3 separate regions of the Sus scrofa genome follow, and regions 1 and 2 are each linked to region 3. The links are chromatin contacts, called in public HiChIP or PLAC-seq maps. All regions are on one chromosome and are shown on one strand. The core of a region is the stretch at or near the end of the contact, and the rest is flanking DNA. Distances in the headings are between cores, read along the strand shown. Region 1 has its middle 41 kb from the start of CYR61. Region 2 has its middle 15 kb from the start of CYR61. Region 3 overlaps DDAH1 (N(G),N(G)-dimethylarginine dimethylaminohydrolase 1).

The links. HiChIP or PLAC-seq counts read pairs in DNA pulled down with a chosen protein or histone mark.
Region 1: an H3K27ac HiChIP or PLAC-seq map of skeletal muscle shows a contact between it and region 3. The contact joins two enhancer-like sites. A contact is called at or near these places in 1 of 47 Hi-C or Micro-C datasets (skeletal muscle) and 1 of 2 datasets of contacts at active chromatin or transcription factors (skeletal muscle).
Region 2: an H3K27ac HiChIP or PLAC-seq map of skeletal muscle shows a contact between it and region 3. The contact joins two enhancer-like sites. A contact is called at or near these places in 2 of 47 Hi-C or Micro-C datasets (embryonic fibroblasts and fetal heart ventricle) and 1 of 2 datasets of contacts at active chromatin or transcription factors (skeletal muscle).

What each region holds. Positions count from the first base shown.
Region 1 is chr4:130,435,147-130,437,954 of Sscrofa11.1, forward strand. No RefSeq gene overlaps it. Among named protein-coding and RNA genes, the nearest start is that of CYR61, 41 kb to the left of the region's middle. Within about 2 kb of position 1,480, at least 9 of the 83 cell types and tissues checked have an H3K27ac peak or open chromatin away from gene starts, as enhancers often do. A contact at or near this core is called in skeletal muscle, where this site is marked.
Region 2 is chr4:130,408,637-130,411,533 of Sscrofa11.1, forward strand. It overlaps a transcript of ZNHIT6 not described here. Among named protein-coding and RNA genes, the nearest start is that of CYR61, 15 kb to the left of the region's middle. Within about 2 kb of position 1,510, at least 3 of the 83 cell types and tissues checked have an H3K27ac peak or open chromatin away from gene starts, as enhancers often do. A contact at or near this core is called in skeletal muscle, where this site is marked.
Region 3 is chr4:130,595,628-130,598,327 of Sscrofa11.1, forward strand. The region is part of intron 4 of DDAH1 (N(G),N(G)-dimethylarginine dimethylaminohydrolase 1); the gene reads left to right. Among named protein-coding and RNA genes, the nearest start is that of BCL10, 48 kb to the right of the region's middle. Within about 2 kb of position 1,279, at least 12 of the 83 cell types and tissues checked have an H3K27ac peak or open chromatin away from gene starts, as enhancers often do. A contact at or near this core is called in skeletal muscle, where this site is marked.

The DNA.
Region 1 (2,808 bases), core at 230-2,729, 160 kb before region 3:
TTACTTTTACAGTCAGTCTAAGGGCTGGGGGTCTGGACCCCAACTGCAGCTGCTTCTGCTGCCTGCGGCCTTTCGATAATCTACAGTGAGCCGGTGCAAGTCTGCTACGGTAAAGTCTGGACTTCACCCTTAACTTCTGTTCTATTAAATATCTTCACCATTTCTAAAAAAACCCCACAAAAACTGGAGGGCCTGTGGGTGGGAGGGCTAACAAAAGAAGAGGGCTCCATTTTCAAGCTTGGAAGGTTATGATAACACTATTTGAAAAGAAAGGGGTTACATGACTTACTTTTCAAATGTTCACATTCTCCAGATTTATGACAACATAGTAATAATGATCATACCGCATGGGGTCAAAGATAAGGTCCTTTTATTAGCACTCCTGCCTCTCCTTGAATCATTTCAGGCACCCATATTGTTACAGTATAACATTTTATTTTCCTTAATAGAATTACAAAACTATTTAAAAATCCAGGTAAAACAATGTTTCTCAAATTGCAGGTCCTGACCCATGAGCGGGTAGGGAAATTAATAAAATGAGTCATGATGATATTTTATACAAGGGAAAAAATAGGACGGAAAAACCCCAGAGTGTATCAGACTTTGAAAAGGTCGGTTTTGTCTCTCATGCATACTCATCTATGTATATAAACCGCGCCTAAACACGTGCATGTGCCAGATCGGGAAGTTTAAATGTATTTCTTCCTGTGAAGGGCAGATGAAAAGTCTGAGAAATCCCAAGAGAGAGAGAATATTCACGATAAAAAGTTAAGAAACAAGACCGTGCTATTCTACCCGCTAAATATGATTTTCCATGTTAAGTGTCTTTATTAAAGCTGGGTGCTCCTCCTTAGCAAAGTGACAGTTCTAAAAAACAAAAGAGGCGTTCAGGCAAAATACATTCATATACATGTATGTGTATGTGCATATGCTTACCTATAAATACAGTGTTTAAGCCTTTAAATATATTTAAAACCTTTAAAATATAATTAGAACTTCCCACCCTATGAATAACCACTGCAGAGAACATAAAATCAAGGGTGCAGTTGTGCTGGTGTTTAGCGGTGTTCACTCCTTCATATGCCGAGCTAAACAGAATCCAAAAAAATGCGCATGTAGTTGCTATTTTTTAAGCTGAAAATTCACAGCCCGTTTAACACCTACCCTCTCGTTAGCCTGGGACTATAGTAGCTGGTCCGTGTGATGCAGCTGGAATCGGGAGAGAAACTCCCATGCCGCATTTCGCGGTTGAGAAGAGACCCCCTCCTCCCGCATCTTGGTGAGTTTCCCCGACTGCACCCCGATGGAAGGGGTCCTGCTGACCCTCACGAGCAAGGCTGCTCAGGGACCACCAGGCTTCCCGGACTCGGGCCTAAAAACATTCCAGACATTCCTCACCACAACTTCCTCAAAAGGCTGGCTTCCCAGGAGGGCAGGGGCACAGCGTGCGGGGTCACGGCCGCGGCAGCAGCGGCCTCTGTTCTCAGAGGCGCGCTTCGCTGAGCGGAGCGGGGGCCCAGCCCACGCGCCCTCAGAGGCGAGTGAGGACGTCGCGGTCCCCGCAAAGAGGAGGCTGTCCGTGCGGCCGACCTTCCCGCAGCTCGGAGAGAAGGTCGGTGTCTTGGTGTGTGGCGTGTTTTCTTTGGAAAGAGGCAAATGGAGTCGGATGAAGTTTCCTATAGCAAAGCCTCGGCCCCTCAAATCCGAGAGTCTCAACGTTGCTTTTAACGAACTCTTTTTAGTTGCCTTTCTTATGCAAATAATGGCAGGATGTGCCATTGCCCTCTTTTTCCCTATTAATGTTTCCAATTCTGCCAATTTCCTCTGCCCGTCTCTCCTTTTGCTTCTCAAACACGTCATTTAAAGCCCCGCTTCTCTTTCTGGACTAGACCGTATTGACAGCCACCTCCCAGGGCTGGAGGTTTTCGTGAAGGAGCACATGGAAATCAGGAGCTTTGCAGGTAGAACTGGGTCCCGTCGCGCTCTTTCTGGCCCATGGGCTATTCGCTGCCAACCTCAGGGGTCTGGTTTGCCTGGGATTCTCCTCATGCTCTTCTTCCAGCTCAGCCCCACCCTGGTGTCCACGTTCCTGGGTAAAGAGCCAAACCCAGCGTCTTTCTCAGAACCGCAAAACCCCAGTGCAAGGTCTTAGGCACAGTTCACACTCCGTGACGTAGGAGGTCTTGGCCAAGGGTTACACACTGGACTGGATGATCTGACCAGTGGAGTCTGTCCTCAGGCCCTCTTCTTTCTCAGTGACCCATGAGACACTGCAGAAGTCACAGGAGCTCTATATCTGGCAGGTGACTGACTGCCGATGAAATGCGACTCGGCGCCCAGGGGCTGGTCACGGAACAAGATGGTTAAGAAGCTAAGGGATCATCTCACACCCCAAAAGTGCAGTGTGGAAGCTGGAAGGAAAGCTCTTAGCCTCAGCGATGGGCATTTTTCTCTCCCTCTGTGTAGCTGTGGGCTGGGGTTGGTGGCAAGTGTTGCTGAAATGAGAAGAGGGGCTGTGCTGCACCTGCAGCATGTATAGGACTTAATTTCCTTAGCCTTTGTTGTCTTACCTGTTGGTCACTTTTCTGGTTCGTTTAATCAGAGACCTTTTGACTTTGAAATCTGTGGCAGAATTTTCTTTTTTTAAAAATTGCCGTATAGCTGTGGTACAATATTATATGTCACAGGTTTGTACAAACGGTAATTCATAGTTTTTAAAGGTTATATTCCATTTATAGTTATTATAAAACATAATAATATATATTATAAAATATTATAAACTATTTCAAATGCCAGCTCTGAAACAGA
Region 2 (2,897 bases), core at 260-2,759, 190 kb before region 3:
TCCCCCAGCTCGAAGGGAAGAGACATTCTTCAGTCTTTGTGTTCATGGAAGACCTTCTAAGGGTGGCACTGTCTGGGCATCAGAAGTCCTGATGGCACCTCCTATCTGTTTGGGAACTTGTCCAAGTTGCGTAACTAACTGGTCAACCCATTTTCCACGGACGGGAAGCAACGACCTGCCTCAAACTGATGTATTTGTTTTGACTCATTTGAACCAAATGCACTTTCCTTGGTTTTCACGTTACACTGTAACACTGAGGGTGTTAGTTTTGCTGTAATAAGAGATCACAGATGGGCAACTTAAATGACAGAAATTTATTTTCTTACAGTTATGGGGGCTAAAAGTCCAAGATCAATGTGTTGGCAGGGCTGACTTCTAAGGTGTCTTCCCATGGCTTGCAGATGGCATGGGTCCCGGTGTGCACACGTGCATGTGGTCCATTTCTCCTCGGGAAGACACCAGCAGGCTGGGTGACCGTAGTTGGACTGCCACAAAGACCTCATCTTAACTTCAGTACCTCTTTGAGACGGTGTTTCTAAATACAGTCGCATGAGGAAGGACTGGGCTTAGGACGTCAACCCATGGATTTTGAGGGATACAACTCAGGCCACAATAGTAAGTTTAGCCCTTCCTTCAAATTCTTCGTGGATACAGCAGAGGCAGAAGACCCATTTCTTCACTCCGTGAGCATCAAGCCTGCATCCCCAAGTGCCTGATGTTGAGTGTGGCTCTCACTTAAGGGCAGTTTGGCCTGAGACGAGACACCTGTCACCTCTCTACACTTCCGTATCCTCATCTCTGAAACGGGGACGTTACAGGCACCTGTCTCATGGGTTCATTGAAAGCATTCAGTGATTTAATTTATGCAGATCTTGTGGAACAGTGCTTGTCACAGAGCCGTGTTCAATAAAGTTTAGCTGTTGTTGTCTCAAATGGTCTCATTCATGCGGCCATCTAGTTAACACCGTCTTGACACAGAGAGTACAGTGTGAACACAGAGATGCCTTCTTCACAGAGGAGGGATTTCTTCCCCCCTGGACCTATGTGTCGTTCTTATGTTTGACACAAGGGGACTTCTGTTTTCCTTTTTAAGATTCTGTGTAGAAATGCTTTGCTGAGGGACGCTGAGCAGTTGAAGGGCTTTGATCTCTTTGCTCTTCCATCATGACAGGCGTGGATTCTCATACGGTTTGTAGATTTAGGGAGAGGTCAAGGCTGAAGAAAATTAAAGTGACAAGTCCTCAGCTTATGGTTGTCCCTCTTTTCTCGCCCCTTCAACAATACACACACCCACATTTGTACCCCTTTATCTGTGCTGGACACATTTTCAAAACCCACGTGCCCAGACTGTCCCCCTGGAGAATGCTGTCTGGTGTGGTTGCCGTGATCTGCCACGTTCAGCGGTCCTAGAATGCGTCGCCGACTAAAAATAGGGGTGATGTATGTGTCCTCTGTACACCAGCTCCTCACCCTCATGTAGGAACATGTGCTTTGGGGCCTTTTTCAAGCAAAGGCTTGTGCTGACCGACCTCATCCATTAATCCTAGCCGTAGTAATACTTCGGGTAGGAATAGGATCCCAAAATAACCACCAGGAGACGCGTGTCATGAAAGGTCATGGCACGGGGCAAAGGATGTTGGCAGACGAGCTCTAAAAATAGGGAGCAAGAGATCAAAGAACCAGCAGCACGGAGGCACCTTTTTTGGCTTTGATTCACAAGGGGGGGTGGCGTCCCCAGCCCGCTCCCGCTCCTACTCCACCTGCCAGCACCCCGGGCTGACCTCGGGGGTGGGAGGACGGGAGCACATTCTTCTGACCTGAGTGCTGACTGCCTTTACATCATTTGGGTGACAGGTGTATGGATACGACATGCTTAAAACGTGTCAAGGAAACGGCATTTTGGAGAATGTTACCCTACTGCCATGGTCCTGATATTACAGGGAAGGGCAAACATTTCTGAGCAAGAATATTTAACTTCAGCTTTCTTTTGGACCAGATCTTTAGGTTTTACCAGCCAAAGTTGACGTGTCATTGTCTCCTGACCTGGTGCCCCATGACTGAGTGTTTGCAAGGCTCAGGACGAATTTTAGATGCACACACAACAGACGGGGTCCCCAGGTTCAGCCCTGTCAGACCCCAGCAGCCCCTCAGTATGTTCTGTGGGCGTGAGGCATCTGGCGACAGTGGAAGGAACTGATATTTTCCAGGTGATAGCCAATGTTCTCTATCATTAAGTAGAGCTTTGATGATAATGAGGCAGGCAGACTAAGACATTAAAAACATAGACCTCTTGAATGAATTTGGGAAGATGTATGTGTGTGTGTGTGTGTGTGTGTGGAAGGGGGAGTGTTTTCTAATCCCACAAACTAGAGAATAAGGAACCCTGAGATGAATCCTATCATCTCTCTCAAAATCGGTTTCCTCAGCAGTAAAATAAGCTTCCTGACACCTGCTCCGAGACGATAAATGTACAGAAGTGCTTGCAGACCCACCATGCAGGGCCGTACTGGTGGGCGTTCCTCTTAAATCACACAGTTGTTCAAGAACTAGTTTGCGCGACCCAGTGGAATCCACCCTTCCCTCTTCGAAAAGGCCTCCTCGCATTCCTTCCAAGACGACTGACTTCCCTGCCAAGTGTGAGGTCTGGTGCCAGACACCCAGAAGCACCCAAACGTGAGTCATACCCTGCTCTCAGGGACCAAGGAGGCAGGGAAACCTCTGGGGGACGCGCGGACGGCGCAGTTGGGGGTCCGCCCACGTTTAAAAGGGGGGTTGGCAGCCCTTCTTCCATCCCGTGGCACGAACGTGTTGGCTATAGCCAGCATCGTGTGTTCTTGGTCAAGGACACGGAGACGCACCTGTGAGACGAGGGTGTCTCGACTGCAGACGGTCCGTGT
Region 3 (2,700 bases), core at 29-2,528:
CGCTCAGGAACTTCCATATGCTGCAGGTGCGGCCTTAAAAAGAAAGAGAGAGAGAGAGAGAGAGGCCACAGATGCGTGTGAAGCTCGGCTTCTTGAGCCTCATAGAGCAGTACTCCCTGAGAGCATCTCTGTGAAAGATGTGGTCGCAGGCGCAGGGACACTGAGATGGATGAGGAACAGGACAGGGTCCAGGGTGACATCAAGCAAAGTCTTGAGTGGCACAGGGTCCTGGTGGAGGTGGTGGGAGTTTGAGGAGGGCGTGATCCCAGGGGCGGGAGTCAAAGTCTGAGTGATCCAGGATGACCAGCAAGCCGGGGACGCCCAGGGACACCAGACAGGACAATGGGGGATCTATCTTATAGCCAACAGACGATGGCTGGGACAGGGGGTGCGTGCGGGGAGAGAAGGAGGCAAGGCCGAAGAAGTGAGTGGGGCTGGTCCCCACTCAAAGGAATTGGGGTCTTCTTATCTGAAGGCTGTGGGGAGCCGCTCACAGTTTCTCAGCAAATTATAAAAGGGGAGATTTCAGCAAGAGCTCTCTGACGTTGTGCCTAGAATGACTAACAGGAAGGAAGATTCGGACTAAGAAAACTCGTTAGATACCATGACACGGTCCGGGAATAAAGGCGAGGAGGCCTGGACCAGGGGAAGCAGCCCGCGGCCGTGGGGTGTGGGGTGCAGGGGGTGAGTTCTACTTAGAGGAGCAACGCAGCTGATGAGTCTGGAAGGTGGGAGGGAGAGGGAGCGGGTCGGCCCTTGGGCGGATAATCACAGCACTGCTGTTCTGTGCCAGGCACTGTTCCGGGCCCCAGGGGACGAGGATCGAGACGGTCCTTCAGAAATGGCTCCCAGATGGGGTGCCTTTGGTGGAATTCTCAGGAAAGAGCTCAAGCCCCCCTGTCCCCGTGAATTGGGTTCCCTCCCACACAGGCACAGACCGTGGGCAGAAGGCGTTGCTGGCTTTCACTGACCTAGGTTCGCATTTTGAGAGTTGAGCTGCCCTCGGACAGCTCCTGCTGCCAGCAGCTCTGGTGACCTCCGACGTGCAGGCCGGTGAGGCTCCAACGGGGTTGGCTCCCGTTTCAGTTTCCATTGGCAGAGGCTCATCTGAACTGGGAGTCTCTGTCCTTTACCCTTTCCCATTTATGTTTTATTATCTTTAGCTACTCGCTCTCAAAGCACAGGAAAAAAACCTCTTGAACATTTGCATGCTCCCATCTCGGGCAGTGTCCTGTTGTTTCTTGGCTGAACGGAGCTGGCAGAAGAAACCCAGGATGGTTTCTGCCTCATGGGCTGCAGCTGTCCATCGCAGCATGACCTGTGTGACACTCTGGCCAGGCCAACACCAGTGCCCAGTGCCCTTGATGTCGAAGGGATTAGGGACATGTGTCCGCTGAGCTGCAGGCAGGATGGCTGGGGCGGGGCTGCTGTTTCTCCCTGGACACCGCGTGTATTAAATGCCTGGGTGTGGATGAGTATCCTATTGCTGGGCCGAAGGCTAATAAAGCATATGGTAAAACGTAGCCCCCGAAGTGGAAGTGACATTTGACCTTCAAGTTGTTCTCCAGCTTCTGGGGAAGACACCCACGCTGTAGGTACGGCACTGCGACAGGGTCCTCCTTAGAAATAACGACGTGCAAGAGAAGCAGATTGAAAGTAAACTGCCGGGGGAGGGTCGATCAGGCGTTTGGGGTTAAAATATACGCACTACTGTGCATAAAGCAGATAGCTGGCGAGGACTGCTGTGGAGCACAGGGAACTCTACTCAGTGTTCTGTAATAACCGGGAAGGGAAGAGAATCTGAGTGTGCCGGGGAAGGGAAGAGAATCTGAGTGTGCCGGGGAATCCCTTTGCTGTACATCTGAAATAAGCACAACATTGTAAATCAGCTGTGTTTCAACTTTTAAAATTTTAATTGTTAAAACAAAAAAGTACATTTGCCGTCACCTTCCTGCAAAAACCGTTCCAGGATTACTTCTCTGCTCGTAAGAATCACTGTTTCTCCTTGTTTTCCTCTTTCAAAATGTCACGTTAGTCCAGCAATCTTTAAGAATATTTCTAAATCTGTGTTTCATTTCTGGTCACTGCTGTACTTGCCTCGGTATCACTCAAACACTTTCTGCCTACAGATGTAAAAAGCTTGGAGGGAGGTGACAACAAGCCACTGGAGATAGGTGACAACAAGCCATTCCCTTTTATCTCTTTTTGAAGTGGGACCAAGTTCAACGCTGTGACCGTATGTCCAGAGATGACTCTTGGTACAGAGTCTCAAAAGGGAAAAGCTAATTAGGAGCTACATGAAAGGTGTCTGTTACATTCTGTGCACATTTTCTTTTTTTATGATTTTCATTTTTTCCATTAAAGTTGATTTACATTCTGTTACATTTTTATCTTTTCCATTAAAGCTGATGTGCAGTGTTCTATCAATTTCTACTCCACAGCAAAGTGACCCAGTTTTATATATATGTGTGTGTATTTTTCTTTTTCTCACATTATCCTCCCTCCCGTTCCACCACAGGTGACTGGATATAGTTCCTGTGCACACTTTCTAATCTTTCGTGTCTTTTCCCGTCCACACCCTGGCAAGTAATAAGAGCCCACTGTAGATGAGCTCCTAGCAGCGGTAACATCACTAAGAGTAAAAAGACTTTTGAGGTGTGAACATCATGCTAATTTAATGTGAAGAGTCCAAGTCAGTGG